4 separate regions of the Mus musculus genome follow, and regions 1, 2 and 3 are each linked to region 4. A link is a contact called in public ChIA-PET and promoter capture Hi-C data. All regions are on one chromosome and are shown on one strand. Each heading gives the region's core, a stretch centred on a gene start, on an enhancer-like site or on the middle of the called end of the contact. The rest is flanking DNA. Distances are from core to core; before and after follow the strand shown.

The links. Promoter capture Hi-C pulls out the DNA fragments that hold promoters and counts their contacts. ChIA-PET counts read pairs in DNA pulled down with a chosen protein or histone mark.
Region 1: a contact with region 4 is called in a promoter capture Hi-C map of liver, with 10 times the contacts expected there. The contact joins the promoter of Mib2 here to the promoter of Gnb1 in region 4. A contact is called at or near these places in 21 of 39 promoter capture datasets (the 3T3-L1 cell line, 3T3-L1-derived adipocytes, the HPC-7 cell line and 13 more), 1 of 15 datasets of contacts at CTCF or cohesin (embryonic stem cells), 8 of 484 Hi-C or Micro-C datasets (CD4 T cells, the G1E-ER4 cell line, cerebral cortex and 4 more), 17 of 115 datasets of contacts at active chromatin or transcription factors (the 230-238 cell line, the HPC-7 cell line, the SCID.adh cell line and 9 more) and 3 of 9 other capture datasets (adipose tissue, liver and pancreatic islet).
Region 2: a contact with region 4 is called in an RNA polymerase II ChIA-PET map of effector CD8 T cells, with 79 read pairs. The contact joins the promoter of 1500002C15Rik here to the promoter of Gnb1 in region 4. A contact is called at or near these places in 14 of 39 promoter capture datasets (the 3T3-L1 cell line, the C10 cell line, the HPC-7 cell line and 9 more), 1 of 484 Hi-C or Micro-C datasets (embryonic stem cells), 9 of 115 datasets of contacts at active chromatin or transcription factors (the SCID.adh cell line, bone marrow-derived macrophages, double positive thymocytes and 4 more) and 3 of 9 other capture datasets (adipose tissue, embryonic stem cells and liver).
Region 3: a contact with region 4 is called in an RNA polymerase II ChIA-PET map of effector CD8 T cells, with 97 read pairs. The contact joins the promoter of Cdk11b here to the promoter of Gnb1 in region 4. A contact is called at or near these places in 13 of 39 promoter capture datasets (the 3T3-L1 cell line, 3T3-L1-derived adipocytes, the HPC-7 cell line and 8 more), 3 of 15 datasets of contacts at CTCF or cohesin (embryonic stem cells and pro-B cells), 29 of 484 Hi-C or Micro-C datasets (B cells, CD4 T cells, the G1E-ER4 cell line and 18 more), 19 of 115 datasets of contacts at active chromatin or transcription factors (the HPC-7 cell line, the SCID.adh cell line, Th17 cells and 11 more) and 5 of 9 other capture datasets (adipose tissue, embryonic stem cells, liver and 2 more).

The regions. Positions count from the first base shown.
Region 1 is chr4:155,666,056-155,670,775 of GRCm38.p6, forward strand. Mib2 (mindbomb E3 ubiquitin protein ligase 2) reads right to left here and starts at 3,164. Exons shown (of 20, transcript NM_001369164.1): 1 at 2,519-3,164; 2 at 959-1,114.
Region 2 is chr4:155,731,302-155,735,959 of GRCm38.p6, forward strand. 1500002C15Rik (a long non-coding RNA gene) reads right to left here and starts at 3,141. Exons shown (of 2, transcript XR_001784583.2): 1 at 3,084-3,141; 2 at 1-303. It overlaps Ssu72 (Ssu72 RNA polymerase II CTD phosphatase homolog (yeast)), which reads left to right. Exons shown (of 5, transcript NM_026899.3): 3 at 24-163; 4 at 626-744; 5 at 2,172-2,578. The coding sequence ends at 2,273. It overlaps Tmem240 (transmembrane protein 240), which reads left to right and starts at 3,503. Exons shown (of 4, transcript NM_001101506.1): 1 at 3,503-3,845; 2 at 4,097-4,203. The coding sequence starts at 3,789.
Region 3 is chr4:155,623,000-155,627,722 of GRCm38.p6, forward strand. Cdk11b (cyclin-dependent kinase 11B) reads left to right here and starts at 1,855. Exons shown (of 20, transcript NM_007661.4): 1 at 1,855-1,942; 2 at 2,532-2,655; 3 at 3,775-3,890. The coding sequence starts at 2,545. Gm16023 (predicted gene 16023) reads right to left here and starts at 1,756. Exons shown (of 3, transcript NR_040441.1): 1 at 1,360-1,756. Slc35e2 (solute carrier family 35, member E2) reads left to right here. Exons shown (of 9, transcript NM_177186.4): 9 at 1-341.
Region 4 is chr4:155,489,239-155,493,616 of GRCm38.p6, forward strand. Gnb1 (guanine nucleotide binding protein (G protein), beta 1) reads left to right here and starts at 2,123. Exons shown (of 12, transcript NM_001160016.1): 1 at 2,123-2,342.

The sequences.
Region 1 (4,720 bases), core at 1,914-4,413, 180 kb after region 4:
CCCTATGAGTCTACACAGCCAATTCCAGGTCAGCCAGGGCTGTTAAAGAGAAACCTCATCTCAAGAAAAACAGGAAAACTAACTAAATAAACTCTAGATAGATAGATAGATAGATAGATAGATAGATAGATAGATTCAGTTGTGTTCCTCTAGAGAACCCTGACTAATATATGTGCCACAACCTCCTAACAACTACCACAAGCTCGCCCTTCCCACTGAGTAGAAAGCCTCTGCCTCTTTTCTCCCATCTTCCTGCCCTCATTGACAAGGCTCTTGAGAGAGGATGGTACTGTGTGCTCCATGTGTCCTGAAACCTGACAAAGCTCCCAAAGCCAGCAGGAGCCTTACAGAAACCTTAGTCCTGCCTGTGTAAAGAGGTCCTAGGGTCTGAAGGCATTGTCCTGAAGTTCTGACCAGTATAGCTCAGTACAGCTACAAACAATGTTACAATATGTACAGACAATGTTACTTTCAAATCCACATTAAATGTCACTAAACTTTGATATACACCATACTTTAGGATGCTGAAAAACACAAAGTGTTATGTGTACCCACCATCTCAGTAGGAAATACAACTACAGAGTTAACTGACTTTTTCCTTTGCCAGAAATACTGGATTTTGTCATCAGATGTCCATCAGATACTGCCATGTCCCTAGGCAGTATCCAAACACTCCTGGAGCTATTGCTATAGATATTTACAAGTATAGTGAGGTAGGCTAAAGGATGAGGATTTGCTTGACAAATGTGCCTCAGCAGAAGTAGAACTCACCTCAGTCCAGGCTATACGCCTTTAATTCCAGCATTCAGGAGGCAGAGGCAGGCAGACCTTTGTGAGTTCAAGGCTAGCTGGGTCTACAGAGCTAGTTCCAGGACAGCCAAGGCTATAAAAAGAAACCCTGTCTTGAAAATCTAGGAGAAACAAAAACCAGACAAATGAACAAACAACAAAAACTCACCTTAGGACACAAAGAAGCCTTTAGTCAACATCCCAGGCATTTAGTTGCTACTTCCTGGGCCACAAATTGGCTCAGCCACCAAAACTTCCTGTGAGAAACTAGCAGCCATTGCCAACACAGAATACAGCAAACCAAACAGGAAGTCAGGGAGCCAGGCTGGGGAAAGATCATTTTAGAGGCAGTTTTACACACAGTATTTACTACCAAAACTAGATAGTGACCATTCTGCCTGCTGTTGCTACCAGTGTTCCTTCCTTAAACAAACAAACTTTCTTCTTCTCTCTCTCTCTCTTTTTTTTTTAATGTGGCCTTCATTAGCCTGGATCTCACTATACAGACCAAATTCCTTTCAAGTGTTGGGATTAAAAGAATCTGTGGGGGTGCTGGTGAGATGGCTTAGTGGTTAAGAGCACCGACTGCTCTTCCGAAGGTCCTGAGTTCAAATCTCAGCAACCACATGGTGGCTCACAACCATCCATAACGAGATCTGACTCCCTCTTCTGGTGTGTCTGAAGACAGCTACAGTGTACTTACATATAATTAATAAATAAATCTTTGGGGGTAAAAAAAGCATTTGTGGGACACCATGCCAGGACATTTAATAGGTCAGAATTATCAGGACAATGTAGGGGGATGCTGCCCCTTATTATATGAATATTTTATTGGGAATCTCCAATCAGCCACAAAAATTAAGTCATGGGCTGGTGAGATGGCTCAGTGGGTAAGAGCACCCGACTGCTCTTCCGAAGGTTCAGAGTTCAAATCCCAGCAACCACATGGTGGCTCACAACCATCCATAACAAGATCTGACTCCCTCTTCTGGATTGTCTGAAGACAGCTACAGTGTACTTACATATAATAAATAAATGAATCTTTAAAAAAAAATTAAGTCATGTTATAGTATAAAAGTTAGCAGATTGCCTTTATTCAAATGAATAAAACTACATGACATAGAGAGGATTCAGGACTCGAGTATATCTCCCTATACCTCTGGTGGTGTCGGAGATACTGTTGAATTGAAAAATGTCTAACAAAACTGGTTCATCAGAGGCCCCTACTAGGCAGGTGGATGTCCTAGATGCTAGTAGAATCAAACAAGAATGTCAACTGAAGACACAGAGGCCAGGAAACCAGATCTACCCTGCACCAAGACATCTGCTGGGGGACATCATTAAGGTTCAGGGGTATCATGGCTACTAATCTCTGGGGAACTCTAGGTACACTGTAGCTTGGGGTTCACCACCCTGCCTAGGGCTGACCTTGGGTGGGATAATGACATTCAGATACTTGTTGCATCAGAAGCAACAGGCCACAGTGGAATATATAGCCAGGAGACATTCTATAAGCAGCCAATCTTGCTCTGTCCCCAAGCCCACTAGCTCCTTAAGAGCCTTCCTGGCATCTCTGCTTTTCTTATTGGTTCTGAACCCAAAGGAGGCAGAAAGGACGATTTCTCACTGCCCAGTCCACTCAAGCACATTTAAACAGAAACACAAACCCTGACACATCAGACGGCATCCTCAAGAGAAACAAACCAAACCCGAACTGTCAAGCGCTCACCTGTCTGGAGGTCCAGTGTCCCCCACCCGCCTTGAGAATCGGGCAGGAGCCCTGATGCTTGGAGACTTGGGACTGGCCTCCGCCGTGCTGACCTTCCTCTCTGAAAGCCCCAGGAGATCCAAACCTATGGCCAGGGGTGCTGAGACGCAGTTAACATCTGAGAAGGGACAGAGGCCGCTGGTCGCCTTAAAAAGCTCCCATGGGTCTGGTGGCTGGGACACGCTGCATCACCCCCACGCACCGAGAACGCGCAACGGGCACGAGCTGGGTCCAGGGGGAGAAGCACCAAAAGCCCGTCGCGCTGAAGGGCCGAGGTCAGCCAACAAAACCGCAGCCCCGTCAGGACGATCAGGACCCCTAGGCCCCGTGCCACCGCCCCCGTCGCTGGGAGGACGCCCGGCCCGGCCCCCCACTTGCCAAGAGTTTCCGCGCTCGTTCGGCCCAGGAATACCCGCCCCTGAGCAGCGCAGAGGCTGACAGTGGAGCCTCGGCTCGCCACCGAGACGCCAGCTGCAGCCCGCCGTCCTCCGCCCCCTAACAGTGTTTAGCAAGGCCGCCTCTCTTGCGCTAGCCCACCAGGGAGCCCCACCACGGCTCCCCGACTACAGTCGCGGGGCGCCGCACAGATTGCCGGGAGCTGTAGTTTGCAGAGCCAGCCCGGGGGCGGGACAGACGACTCCCAGGAGGCTCTGCGCGTGACGCACTATGCTTAGGGTCAGGGGGCGGGGCTTATAGCTACCAAGGCACCCCGAGCATGACGTACACGTCTGGTCTGGTAGCAAAGGGACCGACGGACGCGTTATGCATGGTCAGCGGGAGCTCTGTTTCTCTAAAGAAGAAACTGGAAATGCCTGCGTCTCGGCATTCTTGGAACAGAGAGGGAGCGTTGAAAGGGGATGGGCGCAAAGTCGCACCCGGAAGTGCGTGTGGGCGGAGCCAGCCCTGCACAGGTCTCCTGCGCAGTACTAGTTCCCAGGACGCTCTCTGTTGCCTTGGAGACAGAAGTTTCGGGTGACGTCTTGCCTGAAATGGGTGGGGTTTCCAGAGATGTAGCGAAAACGCATCCAAAGTAATTCTTTTGGCTTTTTTTTTTCTTTTTGAAATAAGGTTTCACTATGTAGCAACGTGTAGCAACATATTGCAACATAGCCTGGGCCTCACTATGTTGATCCTGCTGACCCCGAGCTCATGGAGCCCCACCTGCTTCTGCCTCGAGAGTGCTGGAAATTAAAGCATGCACTACCACACCCTGCACGACTTAATTTATTTTATAATCAGAGTTGCGCCCATCTTTTTTCTTTTGTTTTCCTATCCTCTATCTGGAGCGGGGTGGGAATCAACTCAGACCTACTGAGCAACCCCCTACCCAGCTACTGATTTTAGTCCTACAGGCATAAAGTTAACAAGCAGTCATCCTGGCCTTTGTGTTTATAAACAGTATACTGCCTTGATTTACATGTATTAGACAGTTCTATGAAGTTCCTCAGACCACAACAACATAGTTCTCCAGCAACTCTCCCCACAAGCTTTGCCCCCATGTGCAAGTTACCTCCATATGTATTGTAACTGTCCCCTCACCAGCTTGCTGTCTAGGTGTATTCCACTGCTGCACACTACCACATATGAACCCAGTCTATTCCGGCACAATCGTAATTGTTCTTTGTTCTTTTCTTTACATTTATTTATTTTTGTTGAGGGAGGGGACACCAGTGCCATAAGCTGTAACCTCCCCCAGCCTGAAACAAGCTGATCCAGACCTTGACCTTGAGGCCACTAGGGAGATTACCTGGGGTGGAGCCTTCCTGCCTAGATGGCTCTATTGTTCTGCCACCTGCCACTGCTCCTCCAAGACACTGCTACCTGCTGAGAGGCCGCTGAGATATACCTGAAGAACACCCTATCCTGCAAGTCGCCTACAGGCTGGCTCCAGACACCAGAAATGGACTGGCAGGGGATGGGCCTTCCCTGTTATGAGCACACTCTCTTAGTAAACTGGCGGGCCTTGAACAGAATCATGTCTTGGTCTCCATTAATTTCTCTCGAAGTCTAGTCTCTTTCAGCCCCAGCCTGCCTCCCAGGTGTAGGCCCAAGTGGGCCGCGGGCCGGTATACAACAATAACCTACATGTGCAGTCAGAGGCTCATGCAAGCGTCTTTGCCTGCTAAGTCATTTTACAGGCTATTTTTATTTTGAGACAGCATC
Region 2 (4,658 bases), core at 1,891-4,390, 240 kb after region 4:
AGCTCCTTGACTCTGGTGTTCAGCTATACACAAAATGGAATTTTACATATGTTGGACAGAAATAAAAGGATCAAGCCCCGTCCAGAAAGGTTCCAGAACTGCACGGACCTGTTTGACTTGATCCTCACTTGTGAAGAGAGAGTCTATGACCAGGTTGTAGAAGGTGAGTGCACAGAGCCTGACCTGCTGTTCAGGTTGTACCACCAACACTAGGCTGGTAGACTTATGCTGCCCTGGGCGACAGTGATGGAGACAGAGGGTGCCCCCACATCCTCTGACCTGTATGGACATCTGGAGGACAACCTGTGAGAAGCAAGCAGAAGACTGATGTCCAGCAAAACTCAAGCCTTGTGGCCTTCAATGTTTGCTTTTCCTATGTTAGGCCTGACATTTTATAGAACATGCTATTGGTGCCAATACTGACTGGCATAGGATGGCTTGAGGATTCTATCTAGGATTCTTAGCCTATGTTGCGGGGCTATTCCTCATGTTAGTTTCTTGGGTTTGGGTGCTCAATCCTCAAGTTATAGTCTGCAAAGTTCAGGGTCAGGTAATGGTAAGACCTGGACTTGGGACACATCTGCCACCTGGTGTCTGATAATATTTATATCTCTTTACCAAGCAGATCTGAACTCCAGAGAACAGGAGACCTGCCAGCCAGTGCATGTGGTCAATGTGGACATCCAGGACAACCATGAAGAGGCCACTCTGGGAGCATTCCTTATCTGCGAGCTCTGCCAGTGTGTGAGTCTAAGCTCCTGGGTCCTGTTGGGGCTTCTCATAGCAACTTATAAAAATAAAATAAAATAAGTTTTTATAAGTTAAATAAACACATCCTGGTCAAATACTAAATTTCTAGTAAAAACCAAGAAGTACACTTTCTAAGAAGTTGACCAAATGCTTTGGCTTGAATCCCTACCCCCCAGTGCTTCTGTCCATGATAAAAGTGATGTATGACATCTCTCAGGGCACAGGCCCCTCTCCTGGAAGAACTGACATTTCACTTTTTCCTCTGATGGACAACGGCTAGAAGAGCTTATCTAGTGGTGTCAAAGATAGGTCTGGAGACTGGAAGAGATAGCAGCCACAGTATAAGGGTCTGTGTCCCTTCACTTGATCTAAGTATCCATCTCTAAAAGCAATCTTGTAGGAGCTTCCTAAAGGCTTGTGTAGCTGCTGTATGGAGGCATTCCATTGTTCAGGTGCTATGGAGGGACTTTGGGAAGGACCATGTGCCTTTCCCTTACTTTTAAAAAAAAAAGATTTATTTATTATATGTAAGTACAGCTGTTTTCAGACACATCAGAAGAGGGCGTCAGATCTCATTACAGATGGTTGTAAACCACCATGTGGTTGCTGGGAATTGAACTCAGGACCTCCTGAAGAGCAGTCAGTCATAACCGCTGAGCCATCTCTCCAGCCCCTTTCCCTGACTTTTGCCCTTAAGAACTGTGATTAGCTGACTGTGGCAGAATTGATTTCCTTTTGGCTTACCAAGTGAAGGCTGATGGGGAAGTTCGCGTGGGGGATCCAAACTCCTGCTAAACTCCACACTGCTTTCACTCTTAGTGTTATTGAAGCTCTAGCAGTTGACCTTGTGGTCTAGCTGATGATCTGGAGAAAGGGCTGAGACCAAGGAGACTGTGTAGCCATGCCAGAACAGTGTGTTCAACATCCAGCCTTCTTCACTTCAAGTATTCAAGGGACTACTACTGGCAATGCCTGGTCACCTTTTAAGTTTTCACAACCAGGAGAAGAACCAATAGGTGTCTGGAGGGTGGAGGCCAGATGTGAAGTTGATGCTGCAGTGCACAAAGCATAGTCAGCATTCACACTGGACGACTGTAGGAAAATGCATGCCGGTATCTGTGTGCCTCACTTCACTCATTGCAGATTTGGGATAGCACTGGTTGATGAGGCTTTCATGTACCTACGACGCCTGAGAACAGAACCTGAGTTCCAGCCTTGGGGTCCAGGCCTCCCTTTGAATCTAGCCGTCCCACTCCCAATATGGGGTACTCCTATGATATGTTGTATATGTCTGGTAGGAACAGGCTGTGAGGGAGCTATCCTGAAGCCTGGGTCCCTGCAGAAGTGAAGATCAGTGGAGGGCAGGGTCAGGGAAGGCGCGTCACAATGCCCGGGTTCACTCAAGGCCGTGCTTTTCCCAGATCCAGCACACTGAGGACATGGAGAATGAAATCGACGAGCTGCTGCAGGAGTTCGAGGAGAAGAGTGGCCGGGCCTTTCTGCATACTGTCTGCTTCTACTGAGCCTCCTGTGCTCGGTGCATGGCCTGCCCTGCACAGCCACCTTTGTTGAAGCCACTTTTTCAGTGTGTTTTCCTTTCAGATATTTGTTTTTACTGCTAGGTGTACATCATCAATGTACTGTACATATGGAATGAGACGTACGCAGAAATGCCAGATTCAAATCCATTGTTTTTAACCAAAAGAAATAAAGATGGTTTACTCTACAGCCTACAGCAAGTGTCTGTTGTTGGCCCTTTTCTCTCCACTGCTGAATTGTACAGAAACCTAAATAAAGCAACAGGCTGTCTTATTAAGGGGAAAAAAAACCTTGGAATTGCCACAAAATAGGTGCTGCTAGAAGTCTTTGGTTTGTCCTGAATTCCTGGCCTGACTCCCTGCTGAGGAAGAGACTACTCGGCCATTGAGTCCAACCCTGTGATAAACCTGAGAGCACCCTTCTGAGAAGTAGGGCCGGACCCTGGTGCCTTAACAGCTCAGGGCCTGTGTGAGCTGATATAACTGAACTCCTGTTGGAACCTTCAGATACAGTGGGGTCTGGACTTGGGGGGCTGGAGGTCAGCTGTCCTCTTCCTGCTTTCCAACACAGGGCAGGGTTGGTTCTTCTGTTGTCAGCTCTGTGGCCAGCACAGGGCTTGGGACTCAATCCCAGCATGACCGGCAGCCACAAGAGGATCATAGACGCTGGCAGCTGTTCCAGCACCCCTTCCTCCTCAGAAATCGCCTAGTCTTTCCCACAACTGCCACGATCTTTATGGCATACTTGGCCCATTCCGCATCGCATCCGTATCGCCTACCCTCCTGCCCTCCTACCTCTGCTCATGTAGTCATTAGTCCCTGGTTCCTCTGACTTTCCAGGCCCCTCCTCTGATGGCACTTTCTTGCTGGAGGAGGCGGGTGCTGACACTTCCTGTCCCTCTCTGGAACCCGGAGAACCAGAAGGAGGGGCCTTACTTGGGGAAGTAGAGCAGAAACGACCACCTGGTCCAGGCCAAGGCCCAGTCCAGCGCGGCACTGGGCAGGGAGACCGGAGCCAAGGCTGATGACATGGGGCACAATGTGGAGCCGAGGCCGGAGGGGAGGGGTCTCGGGCTGCGTCACAGGGACAGGAGTGGAGAACCTCGCCCCTGGATGCTGGCGCGGGGCGGCGAAGTCCCTCCCCGGAGGCGGAGGCAGGAGGAGGAGGGAGGAGATAGTGAAGAAGAAAAGGAGGGAGGGAGAAGCCTGGAGGAGGGAAGAGGGAGGAGGGAGGGGGCCGCCGCGCAGACCGCAGGGAGCCGGGCGCAGGGAGCACCGGAGGGCGGAGCGGAGGGCTGCCAGCAACGGGCGACAGGCGAGCGACCCCACGTCAGCCCCCACATCTCGGCTGCCTGTGCCCGCGCCTGCCCCCGGGGTCCGCGGCGGCCCGGCGCGCGAGCGCTGACCTCTGCGGAGGCGGCGCGGGCTAAGCATCGGGCCGGGGCCGGGAGGGGCACCGGGGCCGGGGGGCGGCGCTCCGGCCCGGCCCGGCCCCGCCCGATGTCCATGAGTGCGAACACCATGATCTTCATGATTCTGGGGGCGTCGATCGTGATGGTGAGCGGAGGGGCTTCCCGCGCGCGCCCCCTGCTTCTGCCGCCCGCCCGCGCGCGCGCCTACCCCACCTCGCTTCCTTGTTTACCGGCCCGTGCGGCCTGCGCTGCCCTCGCTGCGATCTTGCGCTGCCCTCGCCCTGGTTGCCCTGCGTTTCCCCACCCACCCACCCACCCCTGCAGTCTAGTACTCCCCCTTGGCACCCCTTTCGGCCCGGCCCACTCCTCGCCCTGACCGGTCATGGGCTCTTCCAGGCCATCGCGTGCTTGATGGACATGAACGCGCTGCTGGACCGATTCCATAACTACATCCTCCCGCACCTGCGGGGCGAGGACCGCGTCTGCCACTGCAACTGTGGCCGGTGAGTGCGCCCCGGCTCTAGGCACTACACGCGTGATCACACTTGTGCAGCGGGCCCCACTTGGCCGGTGAGCCCGGAGCAGGCTGGGCCGCAGAGCCTGGCTGGATGATGGGGGCCGCTTCTGCCCGCCAGGTGCTGGGGGAGGGGTGGCTAACGGGAACCCTAGGTCAGCCAGCCGCTCCCTGGGAAAGGAAGCATGACTGAGTCTGTTAGGAACTCCTTCCTCCAGTTCCTTTAGAGAAAAGGCTGCCTGGTGGTGGCATTATGGGCCAAGGAGCCTCCTGGTCCAGGGCCCGGAGGCCTGAGAGCAGCATCCTTGAGTAGTGTCCACAGTGGAAGCCAGGAAGCTGGTTAAGCCTGGGGCAGTAGTCTTGCCTCCGACCCAAGTCTTCCTCCTGGGCCTACTGTGGCCATGGCAGGCAAGAGCAGGAGGTCAAGATAGGAAGGGCCTACCT
Region 3 (4,723 bases), core at 605-3,104, 130 kb after region 4:
TTGTTTTTACTTTTCATTTCTGGGACTCAAGCTGCATACTAAATTCATTTGTAATGTCTGGACTTAATAATAATGTAATTGTGAGTATGTTCGTTCAATGTTCGTTCAATGTTGGCACTTTGGAAAAGGCCACAGTTTAGGGTGGACAATTGTCTGCATCAAAGCCAAGTCATATTTGCTTTATACCAAACAATACTAGAGAATTAAAACACATCATAAAATGTACACTGTTTTGTATTTCACCTCTTTCAGTATTTAAATAATTATATTAATGCCTCCTAGAAAAGAATTCTGTTAGATAATTCAGTGATTCCTGAAATAAATTGGTATTGTGTAATTAATCCTGCAGTAGCCTCCTCATTCTTTTTATCCAAGCTGCCAATGGTTCTTGTATGAATATGAAAACATGTAACTATTTTGTTCGTTTGGTTTCCTTTTTTTTGATACAAGGTTTTTCTGTGTAACCCTGTGGACCAGGCCACCTTTAAACGGTACCTCTGTCTACAAAGTGATAAGATCGAAGATGTGAGCCACCACCACCTGGCTTGTATAACTCTGTTATGTATGCTACTGAAATCAGACTTAGTTTCCAAGTCACTGATAACTCTGGAGGCAAAGTAAGAGCTGGGATCACAAAGTGTTTCACTCCAATATCCCTCATTTTTTTCATACACTAGTTGTTATATTCTTTCACATCTTACCATTTCACAGTCATAACTAACAGTGGTTTCCTTTTCATTTTGTTTGTTTCTGACCCTAACTCAAGAAATTTAATCATATTGCTATTTTTTGTTTCACGATACAGAGCTGCTTTTGTAGCCTTGGCTGTCCTAGAACTAGCTCTGTAGACCAGGCTGGCCTCAAACTCACAAGAGGTCCGCCTGCTTCTGTCTCCCTAGTGCTGGCATTAAAGGTGTGCTCCACTGATGCATGGCATTGCTTTTTGTTTGTTTGTTTTTTTCCCCAATACCCACAGGATAACCTGACAAAAACAAGCAGCTGGAATTTTCCTTTCTGCTCTCTCTTCCATAAGCCCTGATAGGTTAATAGGTTTTTAGTGGAATCGTAAAAACCTTTAAGACCTTCAGGTGGTTTAAGTACACGTTTGAGAAGTGTCTAGACACTTCAGCATTTAGAATGAAAAGAAAACAAAAAGAATACAGAGATACAGGCCAGAAATAGAGGCTAGGTCTACGTACTAAACTCTATTTCAAAGCAAAACAATAACATAAAGACTCAACCACTATCGTAGGCCAAGCAGAAGAGGTTGTTTTAAGGAGGTTGGCTGAGGAAACTGGATTCGTTTCAATGTTTTCTTGTGCAGGGGACTTCCTCATCATAGGATGTTAACTAGCCTACCTGTGAATTCAGCTTCCTGGGTCCTGGGTAGGTCAGAAAGACAACTTGTTTTTCCATTGGATGGCACGACGCCACTTTGGAGGCGTCTATACGTCAGAGCAATTAGTCTGATGGGTAGAAACAAATGTCTGGCTGCGGAAGGTTGAGTGGCACAAGCAGCTTGTCACGAGTGCAAATGCTGCTCGGCCTGCAGACTACGCTACCGAGTGCCTGGAGGTAGCCCTGCCTGGCAGAGCGAAGGTGCAGCGGGAGGCACGGTTTCCGGTTTCCGCAGACGGCCGAGCGCATCGTCTCGAAACGTCATCTCTCGGAGACACCCCAGGACGTTACCAGACGCTACTTCGCTTTTATCCGCCCAGCCTCGCGTCGTTGGCAGGAGCCAACTCACGATGTAAGGACACTTCCGGTGCGCGCAAGGTACTGTGGGGCGGCCAAAAAAAGTCGAGCGCACACGCGGTTCGTCGTCGTCGTCGTACGTCATCATCACGCTTCCGCGGAGGAAGTGACGACAATCCTGGCGCGCGCCGGGCGCTGTTCCTTCCCAGACTCCAGGACCGGCTGCGGCGGCTGTAGCGGCGCAGGGGTGAGTAGCGGCGCGGGGGTTCGGAGCAGGGTTTACGGCGCCCCTGAAGAATCGCGGCTGGCGACACGCTGCTGCCGCGGAGCAGTCTCGCTCCACACGGAGCTGAGGGCGGTGGAGGCGGCAGGCCTGGCGGCCCCCGGAGCCGGCCCTTGCCTCAGGTTTGCGTGACTGAACCCTCAGAAGTGGGACCCCGCCCCGGAGTCCCGCGCTTGACAGTGCACCTTGATCTTACCTGTCACCCAGGCCTCCCCGCGTCCTGGAGCTTTCTCATACAACCTTTTGACACCTAAGGCAGAGTGTGTTGAGTGCGAGGCACTGAAATGACCTGGATGGTCTTTCATCCTAGAACAGTACCGTTACGTGGATGATGATGGTTGCGTTTTACGGAAAACACTGAGGTAAACTAAGTTACCCAAAACCTTACAGGAATGACAGAAACGACAGTGTATTCAGGCAGAATCCTTCCGACCTACCGGGACTTACTCTGAAACACTAACGATTAGACTTAAGTGTTCGGAAAAGACAGACCGACAGACCGACCGTAGCTTTCTGTGTCCCGAGGTTGCTTGAATTGTTTTTCTTTTTGCAGTGTTTTAACTCAAATGGGTGATGAAAAGGACTCTTGGAAAGTGAAAACGTTAGATGAAATTCTCCAGGAAAAGAAACGAAGGAAAGAACAAGAGGAGAAAGCAGAGATAAAACGCTTAAAAAATGTAAGCTATGTTTTTTAAGTAAGTGGTTTTCTTAAAGAAGATTTAATTTCTTTGCCCTCATTTTTCCATTAGAACAACGCTTCTTCGGTGAAGTTCTTTTGTACTTCCAAATGTCACAGGTGAGCCCAAAATCTATTCTAAAATTAACAAAAACATTCATATACTCAGTTGACGTTGAAGATAGATTAATAACACACTGAAGCTGTATCGAAATGAGAATATCTCGTTACAAAATAAAATATTCTGAACCTAGAATCATTACTGCCACCAGACTAATTTTTCTCATTTCATTATTAGTATATTCATAATACCATTTACCAAGCATTTTTAATAAAGTGGGAACTTTCCTTGCAATTAAAATGAGTGCTTTGTAATTACCTTGCTTTGGATGATGATATATTTAGAGTCCTTAGGTGACTGGATAAGAAACATTGATATAAGTGCTTCTTATTGTCAATATATGTATGATGTATTTCGTGTGTAAAAATCCAACTAAAGTCTTAGTTTTGGCTCAGAAAAACTAACGTTCATATAGTCTTATGACCCTTATCATGTACAATGTTTTAAATTTTCTGTTCTCAGGTTTCAGGTTACCAAAAAAAAAAAAAGTGATTTTAATTACATGAGTTTTGAACAAAATTAATATTTGAAGTTTCTATTCAAAAAATGTATATTTAGAGTTGGTTAGCAAACTTCAATTATCCTTAAAGATATTTAACCTGTACAACCTTTAATCCTAACACTCAAGAACTCAGGAGGCTGAGGCAGGCAGATCTATTGAGTTCAAAGCCAGCCAGTGCAATGTATATTTTATGTATATGTATAATTATATATATGTGCATTTGTATGTATGTGTGCATATATGTGTATATATGCATATATATATACACACATATACTTCCTATATATGTGTGTGTCTGTGCATATATATAGTGAGCTACGTATGGTGATGTACAGTGATGTACAGTGATGTAACCTCAGCATTTTGAAGACGGAGGCAGGTTTCTAGCTCAAAAACCGTCTTGAGCTACATAACAAGTTATTTTTCAAAGATAGACAAAGAAGAAAGGTGATTGATAAGGAAAATGACTCAATGCTTCATTTTCCTTTGCTTCTTAGTCTGATGACCGCGATTCCAAAAGGGATTCCCTTGAGGAGGGGGAGCTGAGAGATCACCGAATGGAGATCACAATCAGGAACTCACCATATAGAAGAGAGGATTCTATGGAAGACAGGTGAGAGAACTTAAGCTGTTGTCATATTTAGCCTGTAGCTCATGGGCCACATGGGCCCTAGGTTAGCTATGAATGCATCCCAATACAGAATTGTGAACTACTTAAAACATGCGTTTTGTTTTTGCAGTTTTATTGGTTGGTGGGTGGAGTTAGTGTTGGGGTGGGGGTGTACGTGGGTGTTACTTTATCCACAGGAATCAAAAGGTCCCCAAAGCTGGAGTAAAAGGTTGTTGTGAGATGCCCAGTATGGGTCCTGGGAACTGACCTTGGGTCTTTTTCAAGAACAACAAGTGTTCCTAACTATTTAGCCTTTTCTCTGGTCCCCTAGCCTGCCTTTTGTCGGTATTACTAGGGAAAGGTTTGAAGGCTTAGTGTTTAAGAGCACTTGTTGTTTTTATACCCTGTATTGCAAGTCTACAGGTTTGATTCCAGCAGCCAATGGTCATGGTGACTTACAACCATCTGTAAGTCCAATTCCAGAAAATCTGATTCGCCCTTTGACCTCCATGGGCACATGTAATATATATGCAGGAAAACATTCATACACATAAATGAATTTATTAAAAAGATAAATTTTTGTATGTTTGGGTTTTTTTTGTTTATTTGAGACAGTGTCTCTATATAGTCCTACCTGTCCTGGAGCTCACTATATAAATCCTTTATCTCAGAAACCCACTTGCCTCTGCCTCAAAAGTGCTGGGATTTAAAGGTGTGTGCCACCATGGCTGGCTATTTAAAGTTTGTATTTTGTCCTGACGTTTGTCTCACATGTGAGATGGCTTTTGTGTGGAGTCAGCTATTATGAAGTCCAAATAAGCATGTATTCCTTTCTT
Region 4 (4,378 bases), core at 873-3,372:
AGTCTACTCCCTCCCTGCCCCCATCTTCACTATGAGACCTAGGAGTGGCTGAGGGGTACAGCCACATGGAGGACGCTGGAGAGATAACTTGCCTTGCATACTTCAGGCTAACTGCCTCTGTCTGGTTCCTGTCTATAGTACTTCTTCCTCCCTCCCTCCCTCTCATTTCTGCTTTAAGTCCTTCACCAGGGAGGCCCTGAAGGGCGGGCGTCAGGCCTGCTGGTGTTTGGTGATTACCTTAAAACCTGAGACCACCGGACAATACTCAGAAACCCAACCCTCTAATTTTCAAAAGGTACCAGAATGTACCCCATCCCTTTACCCTTCACTGTGGAACCAACAGGAGCCTGGGTCCCGGATGTCTCCTGGTTACCCAGCTGTTCACATCCTCTAGCTCCACCCTCTTTTGGACCAGCAGGGACTAGCAGGCATCTTATCTCTCCCACTCTCTTCCCAGGCATTGCTCCGCTTGCTGGGCCTTGGCCCTCTCATTTGGAACTTAGAATACCACTTAGATACCTTCTTCTCAGATCATAAATATCCTCTGACATCCTCTGGGGGTGGGGTGTGTATGGTGGGTGAGGACGTCTTCACCAGAGTCACAGTATTAAAGTAGGAAATGAGCAGGGCAAGACCACTGGGAATAGGCTACCCTTGAGGAAATGAAGCTGGCAATGGATATTCTCTCGGGACTGGGCTACTAAGGGGTTGGGGACATCTGTGCAGAAGTGGTATCATCAAAGGTCTGGCCTTCACAAGTTCATGGAAGAGGCACTTGTGGGAAGTTGGAGTCACAAGGGACAGTGGAGAGAATGGTGAGAAGGAAGGACCCTGTACTTTTACTTGGAGAGAGTGGGATGATGGAGCTGTCAAGAACTTCAGGTAAAAAACAGTCACAAATGACAGAGTCAGGTCTCGAACAGATGGAGTGAAGGGCATAGAGTCCCAGGGGTCAGAGGCCCTAGGGTGAGATGATAGCAGTGGTGGATATATTTGAGGTAACTGGAACCAGGCTTCTTACTCTCAAAGCAGGTCACTCAATATGCAAGGAAGAGAATATGCAGTATTTTGGAGAGACCACACACTTACTGTGATCAAGAAAAAGATACGAATGCCCACATGACCATCTGCATGTACATATATGTATGTTCATGTAAATGTATGTTTTCCCTCAGGGTGCCTGCTCAGCAATGACACTTTTGTAGCAATGAATATCCAATACCTGGTTCCTCACTTCTACCCATCCACTAGCAGAAGCTAGGGCTCGTAAAATCAGGCGTCAGATCAGGGCTGGCACAGGGAAAGTATATGAGGAAACTGTCAGGACTGAACAATGACAGACACATTTCTATGGCCCGGCAGGAAGCGCCCAGGGCAGGGAGGGGGAAGTGTGCAGACCACTCAAAGGCTGTTTCAAGAAGGAATGGGCTTCAAGGAAAGGCTGCAAGGTGCACAGAAGCTAACAAGAAGGGAAGGTATCAAGTGTGAATCATGGAAAGGTCTCAGAGTCAGCGTGGTGGCCAGGCCCCCCAGAGAGTTGTGGCTCTTGTTTAAAAGAGGGTAGTGCAGGCCAAGAGGAAATAAGAGAGGTATTCACCTGGTTTTGGAAAGGGCAGAATGGGAGTGAAAAAGTCATTGTGGCAGGAGTCATATTAGTTGAAGATGGCTGGACAAATAGGCACGACGGACCAGACCGGATGGCATGTCTTAAAGATTCTGGTGGTTAATCTTGACATCTTTCCTGTCCCACCTGGCTATTCCTACCCCTCTACCCCCGCTGTCTAGAACCTGCTAGGCCGTTCACGCACGCACGCACGCCTTTCGGCCCTCCCGGGCTGGTCATTCAGGCAGGACACACCGCCCTCTGGCTTGGGGCACATGGCACAGGAGCCGACACCGTCAGGTCAGAGCCAGAGGCCACCGAGGCCGATAGGCTGCCAACGTCCCTGGAAGACCCTTGCGGGGTGTGTGGGGTGGTGGTGGGGTGGGGTGGGGGAAAAAAATCACGGGTCCTTTAAGCCTCTCGCGCACGCGCAGAGGGAAGGAGGGGCGGGGCGGAAAGAGCGGCACGCGCACGCCGCCCGTGCGCGGTGACGCGACGTGGGGTTTCCCGAGGCTGCGGGCAGGGGCCGCCGCGCCCATCCTGATGGCTGGAGGCGTCTGAGGGGCGGACGGCGACGGCGGCGGCGGCGGCGGCGGTGGCGGGCGCGGGCGGCGAGGGCAGCGGGGCTGGGACTGGAACAGCCGCCGCGCGGACCCGACCAGCCTCGCCGACTCCTGCCCGCAGGCCGCGAGCGCGACGACCAGGCGGCGGCGTGGGCGCCAGACCGGGCGAGGGCGAGGTGAGCGCGGCTGGGGTCTGTGAGCTGAGCCTGCCCCGCGCTGGGCCAGGCCCTGCGGCTCTTCTCGCTCGTGGGTCATCGGCCGCCGTCTTCATCCTGCTCTTCAGGGTTGGGTGGGCGATCCCCGGCGTGCCGGGTGGGCGGCAGGGCTGGGGTCTCGGGGTCCGGGGGGTGAGGGATGGGGCGGAGCCGCCTGGGCCGGGGCGCAGGCCCGGGCCGGGGTCTTAGGCTCAAGGCCGCGTCCGGGGTGCGGGCCCGGAGATGCGGCAACCTGGGTGGAGGTCCTGGGTTCAAGGCCAGATCTGGGATGGGTTCTGGGTTCAAGGCTGGATCCCGGATGCGGGACCTGATCTGTGGTCTTGGGTTCAAAGCCCGTGTCGGAATTCGGTTTCCAGACTCATTCATGTTCCTGGGGTCGAGGCTGTTGCGGGGGGCGGGGGGGTCTAGGGCCTGATGCGGGATCCCGGAGGTGGTCTTGAGTTTTAAGAAAGGGAACGGGATGCAGGGCTGGGGCTCGGGTCGTAGGTTCGAGCCTGGATGGCTTGCTAAGGTGGGGATGCCAGGAGAGCCGCAGGCGCTTCTTCTCGCGGCCGAGTCCCCGCGGGAACAAAAGCCGAGCTCTGCCCTCCGGACCGCGCCTTCCTGCGGGGCGTGGGACTCGGCCGGGCGCGCGGGGAGCGGACACGGGGCGAGTCTACTGGATTCGGCCATCAACCCCTGCCGGGTGCGGGCCTACGGCTACCAAGCTTCCCAGCTTCCTTCGCTGCCGGCCTTCCTGGCCCCAGGCACCCGTAAATGAATGGGCGCCGCGTCCGGTCGCCGCGACAAGATGGCGATACCCGCCTTTGTCAGCCAGGACCGCGCCGTCCGCTGCCGGGGCTGAAAACAAAGGCCGGCTCTGGTGGCCGGTGCAGAGGAAAAGGCGCCGGGCTCCTGGGTTCGCCTGATGCATCAGTGCTGGGAGGGGACGTCCTGCCCAGAGCACTCAGAGGGTGGCCTAGTCTTTCCGCGTCTCCTCCACAGCCTCGGGTTCCCCTGGGGAACTGCAGCTTGGCTTTTGACCTTTTGATACATTTAAACATTTTTTTTTTCCGGGTTTTTTTAAACCACAGGATTAGCATCCCGAAATAGCATCCCTATACGTGTTCAGCTCATCTTTAAAGAGGTTATGTCAAAATTTTTATTTTGAGAGGAGAATTAGTGGGGCTTCATTTAATTAATTAATTGTTTAGTGCATTGCTGTTTTGCCTGGATGTGTCTGTGTCTGTGTGTGTATGTGAGGGTGTCAGATTCCCTGGAACTGGAGTTAGAGTCATTAGCTGACTTGTGGGTGCTGGGAACAGAACTCAAGACCCTTTGGAAGATCAGCCGATGCTCTTAACCCCTGAACCATCTCTCCAGCCCCGAATTAGTAGAATTTATAAGTATATAAATGACACTTGTGCATGAATTTTGAAATTTCAGGTAATTTGTAGTGTTGGTTTGGTAGTAATAGTACTTTGTATTGTTATGTTTCGATCTGATAGCAGCAATCAAGCCTTTCTCTGTGTGTGGTTAAGTAGCCTGTGAGATTTACTGTTAACTAAGAAAATATGTAGTCATTCTATCATGATAAATGGAAGTGTTAATATTGTGAAAAGTTCCATTTCACTGTGGAGACTAAATGTGGTCCTCAGAGAAACCATTAGTCAGTTTCTATGTAGTTTTTGTTTGTTTGGGTTTTTGTTTTGTTTTGTTACATCTGAAGCTGTAGTGGTTTTTGGTGGTGGGAGATATTTGAAGATAAGGCTTTTAGTTTTCATGCTAAGATGTCTTCTGGATTCTTCTGGAAGGTATATTGCAAAAGGAAAATTTCTTCCGCCGGGTGTTTGGCCAGGGATGGAAATGTGAAGAGGCTTTGAGCCTCTAGACAGCAGAGCTAGGTTCTGGATAGATAGGACCTAGGGAGAGTGACCTTTTTCACAGACCTGTGCAGGAATGCAGTGCAGCTGGGAAGGCCCTGGTCTGCATGGGAGAGGCTAGACTGTAGGTGTAGG